Regions from separate parts of the Macaca mulatta genome. Here region 1 is linked to region 2. A link is a contact called in public Hi-C data. All regions are on one chromosome and are shown on one strand. Each heading gives the region's core, a stretch centred on a gene start, on an enhancer-like site or on the middle of the called end of the contact. The rest is flanking DNA. Distances are from core to core; before and after follow the strand shown.

Region 1 (3,044 bases), core at 299-2,798, 110 kb after region 2:
GTCCAGGTGTAGTGGCTCGTGCCTGTAATTCCAACACTTTGGGAGGTTGACAAGGGAGGATCACTTGAGTTCCAGACCAGCCTGGGCAACACAGTAAGACTACTGTCTCTACAAAAAATAAATGAATAAAAATAAAAAATTTAAAAACTGTATAATAGGCAGAACAGTAAAACACTGTACTCAGCAACTACCCAAGAGGTACTGAGCAAAAAATGATTTCCCTACATTCCCCAAATTCTCTATTATCTCAACATCCAAAAATATATACCTACTCAAAAATGGGTAATGAATAACTGCTATATAGAAAACCCAAATGTTCACATCATTAAGAAAAATACTAAATCGATTCCTAAAGTCTACATTTACACACATAAACATTAAAGGTAAACTCCAGTAAGCTGGAAAAAGAAAATGAAGGATATTACCAATTAACCTCTCATTCTGTACATTAACAATGCATTTTGAACAGGAAGATGCTACTAACATAAAAAATTAAAACGTGTAAAGACTAATTAAAAGGCTTCATCGAAAAAACAGGGTAAGGAAAAACTGAGACCAACATGACGTGGCCAAGGACAAGTCATTTCTGACTCAAAAATAACTAATACAAACACTCCAAAACTATTTCCTCAACAAATGGAAAACCAGAGCGCTGCCACTGCAGTAAGAGGAAGCCAGACAGAAAACCGTCTAGGAAGTGAAGTTGTGAAGCAAACGCTTCTGAAACCCCAGTTGAAAACTACTATAACCCCCGGAAACAGACTCCCGGGAAGTTTGGCGGGCACTCTGAGGTTTGACTCCAGGCTGCGGGACCCGCACACCTCTTTCCAACCCTTCCCTTCTTCATGGGGATGAGAGGAGTGACCAGAAAGCTCCGCCCCCGTCGCAAGGTCCAAGAGCCGGGCGGGTGCAGGGAGAGGTGGCACGAGGCCGAGAGACTGGAGAGCCCGCCCAGGTGACTGGAGCTGGAGGCGGAGACACAGTCCGTGAAGGGGCCCGCCGTATAGTACGGAAGATGGAGCCCCCCCAAGCCCGTACGGAACAGAGACTAGAAAGATTGGAAGGGAAAAGATGACAAGGGATATGACATGCGCCCCTCCCTCCAGGTAGGGGCTGACACACCCCGCCCCCCCACTCCGGGCGGAAGAGTTACTCTCGGGAAGCTTCTCGTGGGGAGTGGAGGAAGAACGTGGAGGCCCCGCCCCCGGGACAAGAATCAGGAGGAGGAAAAGTCCTGTCAGGCCCCGGGCCCAGCCTCCCGGCTGACCGGCCCGCCCCCTCCTCGCCGGCGGCCCAAGCAGGTGCCGCCCCTCCCCCAGCCCGGCGCCCACTCTGCCGCCCGGCCAGCCACGCGCCCTGCCTCCTCGCGCCCCTCCCGTAGAGTCGCCTCCCTCCATTTCCCACTCACCGTCCGAGGCGGCTCCGCCACTGCCCCCCCGCGACCCCGCCAGTGGCCACAGTTCACACACACAGCCTCAGGTCCCGCACTCACTCTTCACTCACATACACACACAGCGCGACCACGGCTCCACAGCGGCCCACATATTATGCGTCACTCGCGCGCTACGTGCACCGCGCGCGCGGGCGCGCGCGCCTACTTGGCGCGAGGACAGTGAGCAAGGGGCGGGAGGAGAACGCCTGCACGATCCGAGGAAAATCGAAGAGCCCCGGGGACGCCTGGGAAATGAAGTTCCGCGTCTAGGGGCGGGCCCACCAGTCCCAATTGACGCATGAGCTCTTCGCCCCGCGCATTGACTTCTGGATTTGTAGTTTTTTTGGATAAATGCGAACTGCTGAGTACTCATTGGCTGCTTCGGAAAGCGGAAGTGAAAAGTGAGGGAGTCAATCCTTCCAAGACAGTACTATAATCGCCTGATGCTTTAGTGTCTTGTTCTGACCTGTGTGCGCAAAGAGCCTCTGTTTTATTCGGCTATTTGCCTCATCTTACCTAGAACATACCGTGATCTAAGAAAATATTTTCTCATAAACATATCAGAAATCACAGCACTCATTAAAACAGAAGGCACTAGTTGTTTTTTATGTGTTTGTTTTGAGACAGAGCCTCGCTCTGTTGCCCAGGCTGGAGTGCAGTGACGATCTCAGCTCACTGCGACCTCCGCCTCCCGGGCTCAAACAGTCCTCCCACCTCAGCCTCCAGCTGAGACTACAGGTGCATGCCACGACACCCAGTTAATTTTTGTTTTTGTTTTGTGTGTGTGTATTTGGTAGAGACATGGTTTCACCATATTGGCCAGTCTGGTCTCGAACTCCTGGGCTGAAGCGGTCCACCCACCGGGGCCTCCCAGCCTCTTTGTTCTCCGTCTTTTTTTTTTGAGACAGAGCCTCGCTCTGTCACCCACGCTGGGGTGCAATGGCGCAATCACAGCTCACTACAGCCTCAACCTCCTGGGCTCGAGCTGTCTTCCCACTTCAGTCTCCCAAGTAGCTGGGACTACGGGTGTGCACCACCACACCCAGCTAATTTTTTAAAATTTTTGTAGAGACGGAGTCCCACTGTGTTGTCCAGGTTGGTCTTGAATTTCTAGGCTCAAGTGATTCTCCTGCCTCAGTCCCTCAAAGTGTTGGGATTACAGGTATGAGCCACTGCGCCCAGCCTCTCTTTTTGTTCAAGACCTAGCCTGTAGGAATCAATAGATACTTATTGCCAGGTATTATACGTGAGGCAGAGAAGTGAAAAATCAAAAGCTCATAGATTGAGGCAGGACTGACCTCACAGGTCACTTAATTCAATTTCTTCATGTTATTGGGAAAAATGAGGCCCAGAGGGAGTGAGTGACTTGCCCAGCATCACACAACCAATTAGCAGAACCAGAAGACTCCTTACTCCGACCAGCGGTCCCTTTTGCGGGGCATAGAAGATAAACATGACTCCACATTTGAGGAGAATCTTGACCTGACAAGATCCTACCCAACCTTCAAGGCCTTACGCAGCTCATTATCTCTCTGGGAATGCTGAGCAAGTCTCCGTGCATTTCCATGAGTCTTCACGGACAATACTGTCACATGAACACAAGACACAGCAA
Region 2 (2,841 bases), core at 124-2,623:
CAAACAGTTGAGGTCCAGGGTTTTTCTGGAGTCTGCTTCTTAAGCCACGCTCTGTGGCATTGGTGCTTAGGAAACCCAGTTGTTAGTGTGAGCTGTGGCTCAATGAAAACACCTGTAGAAACCACCTGAAAGGACGAACTAAGAACCAGTGCTTTCCAAGGAATTGCTCTTGCCTCAGATCACTTGTGTCTCCTAAGCTCAGTTTGCCAGTAGGAGGCCTTACAGGCTGCTGTGGAACCCGTTGCTTTCTTCCAAGACCTTTCCCCCTGCACCTGCCTGAGCTGCTCCAGGAGCTGCTTTCTCATTGTGAGAAGATGCCATGACTTGGTGTGCTCTTCCCCATCGCAAGGATTCTGTGCCGGGAATTGGGTCAGGTTCTACCATGGCTCCAGCAACTGTCCTTGGAGAATGAAAGCTTCCTCAATAGGCTTGAGCACCTGGGCACCCTTTCCCTCACCTCACCTGGGGAGAAGAGGTTCTCCTGAAGGTGATGAACAGGAGGGTACTGGCCAACGAAGGGTCAGCGTGGCAAACTGATAACGGCTGGCACTATCTGTGCATATGGCCTCTTCATCCTTAGCTCTTGTGGCCCTACCTTTCCAGCCTGCTGTCTGCCCAGATGCCCACAGAAGAGGGTGGGACCCAAGAGTGGTGTTAGAGTCTATTCCAACTGAACTGCAACTGCAGGCTTGTCTCCGCTTACCTGAATGACAACAATTGTCCTCATGGCATTTTCGGGGACTCCTGCAGGTGAACCTACACGTGGAGAATGCGCGGAATGTGCGCCTTGGATCCTGGACAGGGGCTAAGGAAGGGCATGCATTAGTCCTTGGGGCTGTCAACCCCAGATCCCAGGCAGGAGAAGCCAAGGAGGGTGATGCGGGGTTTGCTCAAGCCTAGTCCTGGGACTGAGGGGATACTAAAGAGACCACTGACTGGGTTAATGCCCCAGACCCAACGCCCATGGAAACTGTCACTCTTGCTCCAATCAGCGCGGGCTCCAGCGCCTGCAGGAGGAGGTAGTTGGACCCAAAGCGGCAAAGCACGCCAGGGAGCACAAAGCGTTAGGTCGTCCCGCCGGCCTCTCAGGGTTCCCTACACTCCGCGTAGCCTCAAGCATCTGCCATACGGGCCGCGCGGTGGCGGCAGAGCGCGCGGCCCAGGCCCACTCACCCGGCACTCACAGGGTCACATGGCACTGGGCGACGCTGCGCGATGAGGCAGGCCCGGCGCGGATCTCGCCCCGCCCGCCGCAGGGTCACGTGGCACGGCCGGCGCAGCTTGATAACGCAATGCCCGGCCCCTAGGCGCCGCTCCCGCCCCGCCCCGCCCCGCCGCCACCGCCGCGCCGAGTCCTTTTGTCCAAGATGGCGGCGCCGGGGGCGCTGCCTCCTCGGCCGCCGCCGCCGCCGCCGCCGCTGTGAGAAACCTACGGGCCGCCCGCCCGCCGCGCCAGCGCCATGAAGCGGCAGAGCGAGCGAGACTCTAGCCCGAGCGGGCGCGGCTCGTCATCGTCGGCCAAGCGTCCGCGGGAGCGCGAACGGGAGGCGGAGGCGGGCGGGCGGCGGGCGGCGCACAAGGCCTCTGGCGGCGCCAAGCACCCGGTTCCAGCGCGGGCCCGCGACAAACCCCGCGGCAGCGGAAGCGGCGGGGGCGGGCATCGCGACGGCCGCGGCACCGGGGACGCGAATCACCGCGCGAGTAGCGGGCGCTCCTCGGGCTCCGGCGCTGGCGGCGGGGGACGCGGTGGCAAGGCCTCGGGGGACCCGGGCGCCTCCGGCTTGTCGCCCCGCGCGTCTCCTCTGCCGCCGCCTCCGCCACCGCCTGGGGCCGAGCCCGCGGGTCCCGGCTCATCCGCAGCCGCGCCTGAGTACAAGACGCTGCTCATCAGCAGCCTGAGCCCCGCGCTGCCTGCCGAGCACCTCGAAGACCGGCTCTTCCACCAGTTCAAGCGCTTCGGCGAGATCAGCCTCCGCCTGTCGCACACGCCTGAGCTGGGCCGTGTGGCCTACGTGAACTTCCGGCACCCACAAGACGCGCGCGAGGCCCGCCAGCACGCCCTGGCCCGCCAGCTGCTGCTCTACGACCGCCCGCTCAAGGTAGAGCCCGTGTACCTGCGCGGCGGCGGCGGGAGCAGTCGGCGAAGTAGCAGCAGCAGCGCCGCCGCTTCCACGCCTCCCCCAGGGCCGCCCGCGCCCACCGACCCGCTCGGCTACCTTCCGCTGCACGGAGGCTACCAGTACAAGCAGCGCTCGCTGTCCCCCGTCGCTGCCCCGCCCCTGCGGGAGCCCCGCGCCCGCCACGCCGCCGCAGCCTTCGCCCTGGATGCCGCCGCTGCCGCCGCTGTGGGACTGTCCCGAGAGCGGGCCCTGGACTACTACGGGCTGTACGACGACCGTGGGCGCCCCTATGGCTACCCAACTGTGTGTGAGGAGGACCTGATGCCCGAGGACGACCAGCGGGCCACGCGCAACCTCTTCATTGGGAACCTGGACCACAGCGTATCTGAGGTGGAGCTGCGACGGGCCTTCGAGAAATATGGCATCATCGAGGAGGTGGTCATCAAGAGACCTGCCCGTGGCCAAGGTGGTGCCTATGCCTTCCTCAAGTTCCAGAACCTGGACATGGCCCATAGGGCTAAGGTGGCCATGTCGGGCCGAGTGATTGGTCGCAACCCCATTAAGATAGGCTATGGCAAGGCCAACCCCACCACTCGTCTCTGGGTGGGTGGCCTGGGACCTAACACCTCACTGGCAGCTCTGGCCCGGGAGTTTGACCGCTTTGGGAGCATTCGGACCATTGATCACGTCAAAGGAGATAGCTTTGCCTATATCCAGTACG

Evidence for each region. Hi-C and Micro-C count contacts between places; a contact is called where the count stands out from the background.
Region 1: a Hi-C map of CD4 T cells shows a contact between it and region 2, with 5 times the contacts expected there. The contact joins the promoter of DCAF1 here to the promoter of RBM15B in region 2. A contact is called at or near these places in 3 of 14 Hi-C or Micro-C datasets (CD4 T cells, fetal cortex germinal zone and liver).

Annotation. Positions count from the first base shown.
Region 1 is chr2:114,968,782-114,971,825 of T2T-MMU8v2.0, forward strand. It overlaps DCAF1 (DDB1 and CUL4 associated factor 1), which reads right to left and starts at 1,549. Exons shown (of 27, transcript XR_013413983.1): 1 at 1,409-1,549.
Region 2 is chr2:114,862,297-114,865,137 of T2T-MMU8v2.0, forward strand. It overlaps RBM15B (RNA binding motif protein 15B), which reads left to right and starts at 1,374. Exons shown (of 1, transcript NM_001265669.1): 1 at 1,374-2,841. The coding sequence starts at 1,461.